Linked DNA regions of Gossypium hirsutum: region 2 is linked to region 1. The links are chromatin contacts, called in public Hi-C maps. All regions are on one chromosome and are shown on one strand. Each heading gives the region's core, a stretch centred on a gene start, on an enhancer-like site or on the middle of the called end of the contact. The rest is flanking DNA. Distances are from core to core; before and after follow the strand shown. Region 1 has its middle 13 kb from the start of LOC121222462. Region 2 holds the start of LOC107916283 (RING-H2 finger protein ATL72).

The links. A called contact is a pair of places that touch in the nucleus more often than the background predicts.
Region 2: a Hi-C map of leaf shows a contact between it and region 1, with 2.2 times the contacts expected there. The contact joins the promoter of LOC107916283 here to the enhancer-like site in region 1. A contact is called at or near these places in 10 of 34 Hi-C or Micro-C datasets (cotyledon, fibers, hypocotyl and 1 more).

The regions. Positions count from the first base shown.
Region 1 is chrD10:54,639,273-54,645,439 of Gossypium_hirsutum_v2.1, reverse strand. No RefSeq gene overlaps it. Among protein-coding and RNA genes, the nearest start is that of LOC121222462, 13 kb to the right of the region's middle. Within about 2 kb of position 4,784, at least 3 of the 9 cell types and tissues checked have an H3K27ac peak or open chromatin away from gene starts, as enhancers often do. A contact at or near this core is called in hypocotyl and leaf, where this site is marked.
Region 2 is chrD10:54,687,563-54,693,226 of Gossypium_hirsutum_v2.1, reverse strand. It overlaps LOC107916283 (RING-H2 finger protein ATL72), which reads right to left and starts at 3,589. Exons shown (of 1, transcript XM_016845462.2): 1 at 1,870-3,589. The coding sequence starts at 2,848. The coding sequence ends at 2,219.

The DNA.
Region 1 (6,167 bases), core at 3,535-6,034:
ATCTATTAACACTCTTTAAATTAAGTGGTGGTATATATATGTCTATCACATGGTGAATTGATGGGTGAATGAACATGTCAAATTGTCTCGGTTAAGTGAGATAAGTGACCGCCTCTGGATGTACTAACGTCCAAAGTGTGAATGTTGTAATAAAATGGAGAATTATAAGGCAATTTCTGCAAGTATATGGGTCGAGTTGTAATATAGATTTTACAAGAAAGTAAGTAAGTACTCCGAGGATCGTACTCAAAGGAGGCAAGTACTAAATCAATCTTAACCTAAACACTTAAAGATCTAATTAATACTTTTAAATCAGTTATAGTACGATAGTAAAATAAGAGATTGTTTTAGGGTTTTTAAATTAATCAAATAAAATAACATAAAAGAATTAAGATTGCAAGAGATAGAGAGAAATAGAGTGAATCAAATCTAAAGATGGGTGATTCGCTCACTTTAGCAATCTTAATCAACTATCGCCTCAGGTTCTTCGTCAATCACCTAGTCGCTACCCTAGCAGGATCTTCCAATCTTCCACTAACATAACGAGTCAGCAAGAACTATTTATCTTTCGACCTTATAGTCCAGAATGGTTTGGGGTCAAGGTGTTCATGAATGGGCAATACCAATTTTAGGTTAATTCCCACCTTGATGACTTCCCAAGGTTGTTAGGCTTAGGGTTTGTTTCACATTCTTCCTTTCCCAAACAATTGATTCGTTAAATAACCCTACAAAATAGTTAAAGGATCATGCTTCCACTCGCTAATCCCCCATAGAAGGATTAGTTCCTCATGGCTTTCATAAACAGCATGGACTAGATTGAACAATTAATCATAATGAATGAATAGTAGAGTTTAAAAAAGGCTTGATAGATATTGATAACGAATGCAAATCCACAAGAGTTGATCTCCTTTACAACTTAGATCTCTTTAAAGAAAATAAAGAACAAAACAAACAAAATTCTGAAAACCTAAGAAAACGAAATTAAATGTAAAGAGAAAATCTCAGCTAATCGGATGGTATCTATAATGTGTGTCAAATGAGCCTATTTATAATAGCCTTCAGGTAGTCGTCGTCGTCAACCCTAGGTTAGCTAACATTCTCAAGCTTTAAGTTTGATTGTGCATACCGAAATGCCCCTGCTTCATGTTTTATTCTCGTCACAAAGTCGATGTCGTGACACACCAGAACCTGTTTTGCAACATAGCAACCAGTCTATTCCTCTTCAATATGTCGTGACACCCTCAGCCTGTGTTGCGACATTGAAGGTAGTTTCCAACTTTCTTCATTCTGCTGTCTATGTTGGGACATCAGTTCTCCCATGTTGCAATATAGCTTCCAAGATTTCCCCAAAATGTCTTCTAATGGTCTCTTGCACACTCACGAAGTCCGTTAACCCTCTCTTAGGCCTCGTTCGGCCCTTAAGGTAAATAAAAGACGCGATTTGCACATTTTATTGAATGTAAGGAAAACTAAAGAAAATCGATTAAGACATAACGAAAATGCTTGTATTCAAGCTCCTTAAATGTGAAAACTAGTTTAATCTGCTTCACCAAATTACGACAGATCAATAAGCGAGGAATGAATATTAGACCTATGTTCTACTCTTTTTTAAATATAATTTAATTTGTCAGATACGATCGTCTAAATTTACGAACATACTAAGCTAACTGAAAACTTACTTCGTTTGGGTTTTATTCTTGTAGGTTATTGGAACTATATCGTTGATTGGATGGCTTGGGAGATCACACTATCAGCTACTTTTGGTAGTCTTTTGGTTCATTTTGGTCGGTTATAGGTGACATGTATATAGGGTTATATGTCTATGATTCTAGTTATTCTATATGTTTTAGATTATGTTGAATTATGGCGTCATCCTTGTTGTTTTAACACTTAGGCTATGATATTGATGTGTATTGTAATTAGAATGGATATCTAGAATATGGCATTTTGTTGAAATGGTTAGTTGTGATGGAAAACTATGTTTTAGATTTGTATATATATGAGGTTGATAATTGGTTTGATATGACAAAATCCTATATATAAATTTTGAACTTGATTGATCTTTATTTTAGATTTATCTTGGGGTGCCATTGAAGGCTTATTGTTTTGGCATGTATTTGAATGATTTTGTGACTTGAGATGGTTGTTTAAATGGTGTATTGAATGTACGAATATGTTAGGAAATAGTTAGCTTGGTACCTAAGATTTGGTTGCAAATTTGACTTGAGAATGAAGTTTCTATGTTGCACACGGCTATCACATGACCATGTGCCACAAACGGCCTGTCCACACGGTAGTGTGGATGTTAAATTTTAGGTGCAGGATTTGTGACACGGTTCCAAAGAGTTACACGGCCGTGTGACCCAGGGAGCACGAGCGTGTTTGGAGACCACACAGCCATTTTCTACGCCACATGAGTTGGCCTTTGTCACACGGCTGTGTGACCCCTATTTTTTATTTTTTTCTAAATTTTTTATGTATTTCATTTTAATCCAAATTTAACTATGACTTGTTTTAAGTGTTTCCAAAGCTTCATTTAGGTCCTGATAAGTATGAAAACATGGGAAATGATTGTGATTTTTGTATTACTTGAAGTATTGAATTTTTTATTAAATGTTATAGTTTTATAGTCGTAGTACTTTATAGCTCAAGAAAACTTACGGACTAAGTATAGGGTGTTACAAGCTTCAACAAATTTTCCATGCACTTTCATGCTCCTTTTTCGATGCCTAGACATTAAACGATCTCTCAAATATATAGAAAGCTTTCTAGGTTGATAGATACATTTTACCAGCCCTAAACCATTTGTTATAAATCACAAAAACTACAAAAATTATTATCCTTGATTAATCCAGTTTGTAAGATATGTTGAAAGACTATTGACCTAACGCATGACATGCTTAGTAGGTTTAACCTCCCAATTGCACTCAAACCACAAACACTAATCTATATTGTGATACTCACCAATGTTCTCTATGTCTAGTAGAATTTTTTAAACCGTCTTGAACTATAGTAAAATCCAATCATAATAATAAAGAGAAGTATATAAGAAGTGTGCACATATTAAAAACACAATTTTGTGCACATTCATCCATAGTATAACAATAATCTCTTTAACTTGGTGTGACATCCACACAAATTGCAAAAAAAAAAACATTTAAATTCAATTGTGGTAATAATTACACTAATTAAATGTCACTACAACTAACGAATTACAGAACATATGGTTAAACATTTATAAATGATTAAATTGTTACAATATCATCCTTCCAATAAGTTGTATGGTCAGCAAGCATGGGTCATCTATTACAATATCAAATGTTACTATCAATAGAAAATATATATAATGTAATACATAATATAAAATATGCTTCTAATTTTACCTCCTAGCAAAAGGAAAATTGATATTAACAAAGGGGATAGGCACTATCCATGTAAGTGTATACCACTTTTACGATTGCAAACTCACAAGATCATCATTTACTTTCATCTTTCTTAATCTGCATGCCTGACATTGCACTTTGTATAGGATGCCAAAAGCCCAAACCCTATACTGTCTATTCTAACCAATTAAAATCAACTGGAGGATGTAAGTTCTAGTGTGACGTTTAATATCAAGGAGAATTGGATGCAGTGGGAACATGATAAAATGCATTCTCAACCATGTAAAGTTAATCTAAAAACCATTTGAATCAAAATTAAATTGGTACCCTTTCCAAACACTTCAATAAATATTATTTCCATATTCTTATTAGATTTTTCTACTATTAATAATCCGTCAACTAGTTCATAAATTAATCGAAAAAAATCTAAAATACAACATTCATTTAAAAAAAAATAAAACCTAACTCCCAACTTCAAAACTATTCACGTATCACATATCTTCTTTTTGCTTCACCTACCTTTCTAACCTTCATTATTTTTTGAAGTACAAAATTTATACAATTTTTGTCATTTGTGATTGTCACAATTTCCAAAATAAATAAAAATCGAGATAGGACAGAAAAACAAAAGTCCCTTACCATTCTTAGGAAGGCACCATGTTCTTAAAACTAAATAGAGAAGAAATTACACGAGTTTCCTACTTTCCTTTCCTAGATTAAATAGCCTTTCCTAGGAGGAAAGAGTACAATAATTTAACTATGATTATCATCAAGCGGTTAATGAAAATGATCTAAAACAGAAAGCAGCAGCCCATCAATTATTACTATTTTGTTTATTATCTTGAATAAATTCATGGTTTTATTATACCTTTAACATTAATATTTCAATATTTTAAGTATTGAATTTATTAAGATATTTATATTTAACATGAATGTAAATTTTTTTAATCAATCTTATTAATTTAAAATATTGTCTATATTAATATATTTAACTTTTTTTTATCTAAAACGAATAGTTAAAATTTGTAATTTATGCCAAATTTGATATACATTATCTATATAAAATATAACAGTTAGATTATTAAAATATTAATCATATAAAATTACTTAAATTTTATTCTAATATAAATGAATAATTATATTACATCCTAAATAAATTTAGATGATTGGAATCTTAATGGAGACATAAATTCTTTTTATTCACAAAATTAAAATTGAGGTGCTTAATCTAAAAAAGTTTTGGATAACAACTCGACTTGTTTTCATCTCAAATATGCCAAAAGCTAAAGAAAATAGATATAAAATGATAAGATTATTATATAATTTCCCATTGTTAAAGTGTCTCCCTAATGATGGGGACATTTAAAATGAAAGTGAAAGAAAAGGCAAATGCACATGGATATCATGTGGGCGACCCCATATCTTATCTTCCAATAGTTTTATTCATTGATTGAGACACAAGGACACAACATTATACGACTAAACTACCTTACTTATAATTAAATTAATAATAATAAATCAACAAGTTGTTGGTTGTTCCAATACCTCATTTAATCGAATTTCGAGTTTAATGTAATTTTAGTTCTCATTAAAAAATTTTAATATATCTTCTATTTTATAATATTATGTTTAAAATAGATATTTTATTTTCTTAAAAACATTCGACAACAATAATAAAAACTATCAAATCTTTTAAACATAAATTTTTTCATCACTTTTCAAAAAACGCTTTTTAATTCGAATGATCAACTAACCCTTACATTTGTTAACAGATAGGATTATAGACTCCATCTAAACGACTTTTTAGATAAGACTGGATTTAGTAAAATGTAATTCAAATTTATTTAAATGATTTATATTAATAGTTATTTAATAAAAATATTTTATTTGTTAGAGTCGTGTGACCTAAATCTTGTTAAAGAAATACAATGGTAAAACCAAGGGACCATGTCGCACAAGTATAATTCGTATAGAACTACACTTCTTCTATTTGACATTGATTAAAATAAGGTTTTTCAAACTTTAAATAAATGTACTCGAAACTCTTCTAGTATCGCTCATTTTTCAACATTAGTGAATTTCTTTTCCTCTGCCTATGTTTTTTCCCAAGAGGGTTTCCATGTAAAATCTATGTATTCTTTTTTTTTGCAATCATTCTATTGCCATTATCAGCATCTATTTTAACATTAAAATTTATCAACAACACATAAATATTAAAATAAAGTATTTAAATATATATTTTGAAATAATATTTGATGTATAAATTTCATGTACCATTAGTGAATAATAATTTAACTATAACACCTCGGTACCCGACCCGATCGTCGGGTTTGAGTTACGAGATATCACATTCATTCTTGAAGCGATTACGATCAATCACAATCAATTTATACCATTAATGCTTAAATTCAACCAAGATATACATTTAATGCAATATACAATCATTATCGGGTCTCACACGAGCTTACGAAAGCTCAAATAGTAATCCAAGGTCAAAAAATGACCAAATTGTAAAAGTTTCAAAATGCAGGGTTGACGTTGTGACGTCACTAAACAGTTTGTCATGTCACAACATCAAACCGCTCGACGTCACGACACCACTTACTGTGTTGGCCTCATCGAGACTATAGGGTTCATCATCTCGCCGTGACATTACAAGTCTTTTCTCGTCACAACGTCACATACTATTTTGACAATTTATACAGGACAACAACCCAATTCTTTCTTTCACCAAGTTTTAACTCATAAAAAATTCATACCAACTAGCAAATAAAATACTTTGGC
Region 2 (5,664 bases), core at 2,340-4,839, 49 kb before region 1:
AAATTTCTCTATCAATTTTGTCTTAATTCTAAAAATTTAATAAATTTAGCTTTCAACATTTACATATTCTGTTAATTTGGTCTAAATTCTAAATTTATTTGATATCCAATGAGGATTAAATTTGTTAGTTTTTTTTTTAGAATCAGGATCAAAATGATGTGATTTATAAACATTGAAGGTTAATTTTTTTTATTAGACCAATCAAAAGTAGGATGAATTGACACAAAAAACAAATACTGTGATTAATTATCTTTAGTTGCTCACTTTCAAATTTAATAGGGAGTAAGTTATTCTTTCTTTTAAAAGGAATCAATTAGCTCAATATTGTAATTCAAAGGAACCAAATAGGTTTTTTTTACCTTTTTCCAAGTAATATCATCCAAAAATCTGATGTACTTGAATCCCTACCACAAAATTGGATGGAAACAGTTTTTAGGCAACTATTTAAAATGGAGGCATTTGAACTTATTACAGGATTAAAGCCACTAATCAGTTTGTAATAACCCTCCAATTAAGCATAATTCCATATCAATTTCAATTCCTTGGGTTGCTTTCTTACTTCAATGAAGTGCTTCCTTGACAAAAAAAAATTGTACTACACACAGTTAGCCCTTTTGTCACTTGTATGGAATTGTCACTAATGCTAAAATGCTGGTGATCTATGTGTTTGTGGGCATAAATACGTAAAACAAACGCCAAAGCTAAGCTTCCATCTGCAATCCTGGGAACCAATGAAAGAGAAAGGAAGAGGGTGGTCCAATTTATATGAACGATGCTCATGAAAATGTCCTCATCGTTGCATACAGGGGTTTCCTTCAGTACTAAGATAATGTTGAGTTGGGAGTCACGTGGTTCACCAATGAAGGGTGTGGCACTGAAGGCCCACCGGCCGAAACTGAGGTAAAAGAAAAGATGAGTTTTCAAGTATTGAGATTCCATTCCATGAGCAGAAATGGTTGATTCCTTGTATTCCATATGCCTAACATATCATAAGTGAACTGCCCCTTTACACTTCACTGTTGTGCTTTCTACGTGCTTGAGAAATCATACCAACTCCTATGTTACTTCAATTTGGGTGTTTATGTTTGATATGTGTTCGGCACGAGCTTTTCAATATTTTTTTTCTTCTTTTTTATGTATTTGGAGGATGTTGGATGCTAGAGTTGAATATGAATATTTCAATAAAAAAAATCGGTGCAACATAGCTAACGAACTAAATTCCAATATAATATTCAAATCTTAGATCTCATGCCAAATGAAACTCGAAGTTACATATATTATTACCACTAGACCACTAGTAGCTGTACATATAGTCTAGTTGGAGATTAGGTGAAAAGTGTCAAATTGGGTTTAGTGCAAGAAAATGAAGTGTTTGAGGGACTCAAAGATCCCTTTGTTTATATATATAGTAATATTCCAGTGAGGGCTGTTAATAAAGAAAGTTACTGATGGAGCAAAATGGAAAATGAAAATGACTTTGGAACTAATGCTAACTGATAAATTTAGAAATATATTTCATCATCATGAGAGCACTTCAAATCAAATGTCATATGGATTTAGGCTAAGAACCATTCTAGATAGCAAGAGCTTGCTTCCAAAGTGCTTAGATGCTTTCCAATGAATAAAGCTCTGCATCTGTAAGATTTTAATTATTGTTCAGCTGGCAACTAAGTTACTTATAATCTTCATTTTTGTGAAGGACACTTGTTTAAAGCATATACAGAGAGAAAGAGATGAGATCATCCAAATACATAGAAAAGCATTTTGTGCAGAAAAACTGAACATACTCGTGTCATGCACATATTTATATATGTATTTGACATTCACACCTGAGTCCTGTGTAACATAGGATTGCAGCACAAATACTCATGCTAAATGAGCTAGTCTGATAGGCCAACTCTGGCATTAATATTAGAAAAGAGAAAATCCCTGCCCAAACTCAAATTAAGGAGGTCCCTCTGTTCCATTTGCTGGTTCATGATTCATCTTTTTATATTTCCTAATAAACTCTTTACAGTCACATACAACTGGACATGAATTTGTATGCAAACCCTCATATAAGTTTTACTTACTTTTACAATTCATTAGCAATAAATAGTTCTTTCTGTGCATATGCATAAACAAACCTAACTTTAAAAATGCCAAAAGAAACATTAGAAAAACTACTCTAAGGTCCCCTTTTTTCTCATCTGGTTGGAGAACTATTTTAAGACCAGAATCAACCAACCTCATCTGCAGGAACTGGTACATCAGCTTGTTGTCCTCCTGAAGAATTTCCATGTGGTCGGATTCCGTTTTCTATCTCCACTGCACCATCACTGCTGCTAGTTGCCTGATCCAACAATGACTGCCTGCAAGTTGGGCAAGATGAGTGTGACAGCAACCATGTATCTATACACCTTACATGGAAACCATGGTTACATTTTGGCAAAACCCTAACTTTTTCACCATCCATGAATTCTCCAAGGCAAATTGGACACTCAGTAGCCTTCATATCCATCCCTGAACCATACACGGCCACCGGAAGCCGACGCAACGCGCTCTTCTTCAGGCCCGTCGCGGCAGCCAAACGCGCCGCGGTCTCTTCCGTGGCGTCCAAACCAAACCTTCTGCCGCAACGAAAAGCACAACGCATAATGGAGTTTAGTCCTAGAGCACATATCAATGCACAAAGCAAAGCTGCTAGGATGATCACCATGTTGGTGTCAAAGTTGGCTTCATTGGCGAAAGCATTGCGCGTCCTGCTTCCATTCGGTAGCGATGGCGATGCGTTCGGTTGCGTATCGAGGAGAAGGCGGTGTGGTCGATGGTAAAGAGTGGTAACCATTGCTGTTTTAGCTTGCATCATCACCAAAAACTTATATAAAAAGAGTTACTCAAAGTTCACCTCTCTCATTTGCTGCTGATCAATGAAACAAAATTAAAATCCCTTGGCTTGTTTGCTTGAAACTTGGGGTTTGGCTAAGCAAAGATGGGCGCAGCTGCAGCTGATATATAGAGAGTGAGGGCTTATGCTTTCTTTCATTGGGTTCTTGTAGATCAGCTTTTTAACTAAAGGGAGATACGGGGCTTTAGAGTTAGGGTTATGTGCCTGTCAGCAACTTCCAACTAAGATAAAGACACCATTAAAAAGCATCTCCTTTTGGTGATTGGAGGAAAAGGGAAGGCTTTCATAGTACAACAGAGGGTGAGAATGCAAAAATAGAAGCTATGGCTTCCCACACCACAAAGATTCCATGAAAACCAGTTAAAAGCTTAAAACCTTAACTCCCATCATATCACCAGCTACAAGGACTGGGCTGAAGGATATAATTATGGAGATTATGAGGACAATAATTTGGGGTTTCCAAGGTCTACTGATTACCAATTTGTAGCAGGCAAGAGTCGGGAAATTATTTGGTTGGAGTTGGAATGGAGGGGAGCTCATAAATATAAATGGGACCCTGAAAGCAATAGGGAAGGGGGCTCTATGCAGGGGATGATTATTACAGCTCTAACCCTCTGTTATTATTTGATGGAATTTGAATAATTAGTGATAAACATGAATTTCAGAAAGTAAAATATCAGCAGGGCCGAAATAAGATATTTACAGATGGAAGGAGATGCTAAGCACTAAATTGAAAAATAAATAAGATAACGTATGCCAATGTATTATTACTGACAGTGAGAGATCAAATGACAGCCATGAGAGTTGGATTGGACTTTAGAAGCAAACAATTAGAAAGAAAACAAAGGTGGCTAAGGAATTTTATTATTACTATTGTTATTCTTTTTTTCTTGGAATTTGATTAGATTTGTTTCTGTAAAATTTTTACTTTTGGGAATATTTAAAATATATTCGCTTATAAGTTTTTAAAATAATTTTGCTATTTATTTTTATTTTTGTTATGTTCAATAATTATAAATATACAAATATATATCTCAATAATTATAATCAAAATTACCTAAACCAAAATGAATCCATAAAAGGCTCCACGACATAAACTAGAATAAATATAGATTCAGAAACCACCTCTGATTTACACAATAAATGACTCGAACCTAGGATTTAAAGTTCCTAGATTCTTAGGCTCTTTTTGGATGAGGGTTTAAATTAGTTTTGGTGAGATTAAGACTAACAATAATAGTGAAATTCATTAATGTAACAGTGAGAGTAAAATATGCGAGAGTAAAATATGCGACGAGATGTAGGGGAATAGAAATTAATTATTAAAAACATTAAATTAAAATGTATATTTAAAATATTTCACTGGTGTCCTGCCAAACACGTCAAACTCTTGTTGTGTTTCAATCGAAGTTCCTTTTACTCGTGGAATTTCATTGCCCTGAAGGTATGTTTGCATTTAAAGGAGCCTTAGTTCTCAAAATGTTAATAATGATAATTATATTTTATTTTTATCTTCTCTTTTATATATTTTTTTCTTTTAAGAATATTTTTGTACAAATAAATGTTAAATTTTTAAATTTTAATTTAGTTTTGGAGATTTTTTTTTACTTTTACATTTTAATCAATTTCTTTTCCATTAGAATTTTTCTAAATAATAGTAATTAGTTAGATAAAAAAATTAATGAATTTATCTCAAAGTTAATATATAACTAAACAAAACCTATATTTAAAATACTTAATTTTTATTATAGTTTTTCTTTTAACTTTTAGTTTTTATTTTTTATAAAAAAATTAAAGGAAGAAATTATCAAGTTTGAACCTATGATTTGATGTCAACAAAAACTTAAAAAACACTGAAGGCAGGTAGCTGATATTTCCAAATTAATTTTGAGATTTTTTTTCATTATTTGAAAAAATAAAATATTAAAAATTTTATATTAGTAGACATCTTAGAATTATAAAGGTTTTAGTATTGAAGCAAAATGTTACATCCCAAAAATAGGGTTAGAAGAATTAAGGGTTGCAAGTGAATCAGAGATTACTATTAGACTTTTATGTTTTCCTTTATGTTTGATAGACAATAATGAGCTTGCTAATTTAGTGGTACGATGTTAACTTACCCTTTGATCTTGTGTTTGAATCCCCATGTGTGCAAGTAAAAATTATTTTAATTTTTGGTTTCAATTCTGAAGAAAATCTGATGGGTTAAAGTTTTGTTAAATTTTATTTTATTTAGTTATATATTTTTTTTGAATAGGAAATTCTCTAATTCCCTCTCGTTTCCTTCATTTTCTCTCTCGTCAGTCTCTCTTCATTTTTTTTCCTTTCCAATTTCAGAATCTGGCTCTTTTTGGCCATTGTGTTTTCTTTTTGACACCATCTTCTTTGATCTTTGATTTTACTTGGTTGTTCCACTAATTATTATACTCCAAGTTCTAATAATTTTTAGTTGCTTCATTTGTTCTCTTGTTTTTGTTCAATCAAGTGTCAATTTGGGTGAGTGTAAATGTGTAAACTCAAAATTATATAGGGTTTCTCTACATATTTTTACCATTTTTTTACTTAATAAATATGATAATATTAAATAATTGTTATTAAAATAAGTGAATTTTACTTAATTAGTAATATTGGGCATGAATTTATAAAGTATGTGAAATTGTAATTAATTACATGATTTTTTATACATATTTTATATTATTTCATGTTAATTTATTAATATGTGAATTTTCACTATGTAGGAGGACCATTGAAGATGTGATTAATGTGGATGAAACATG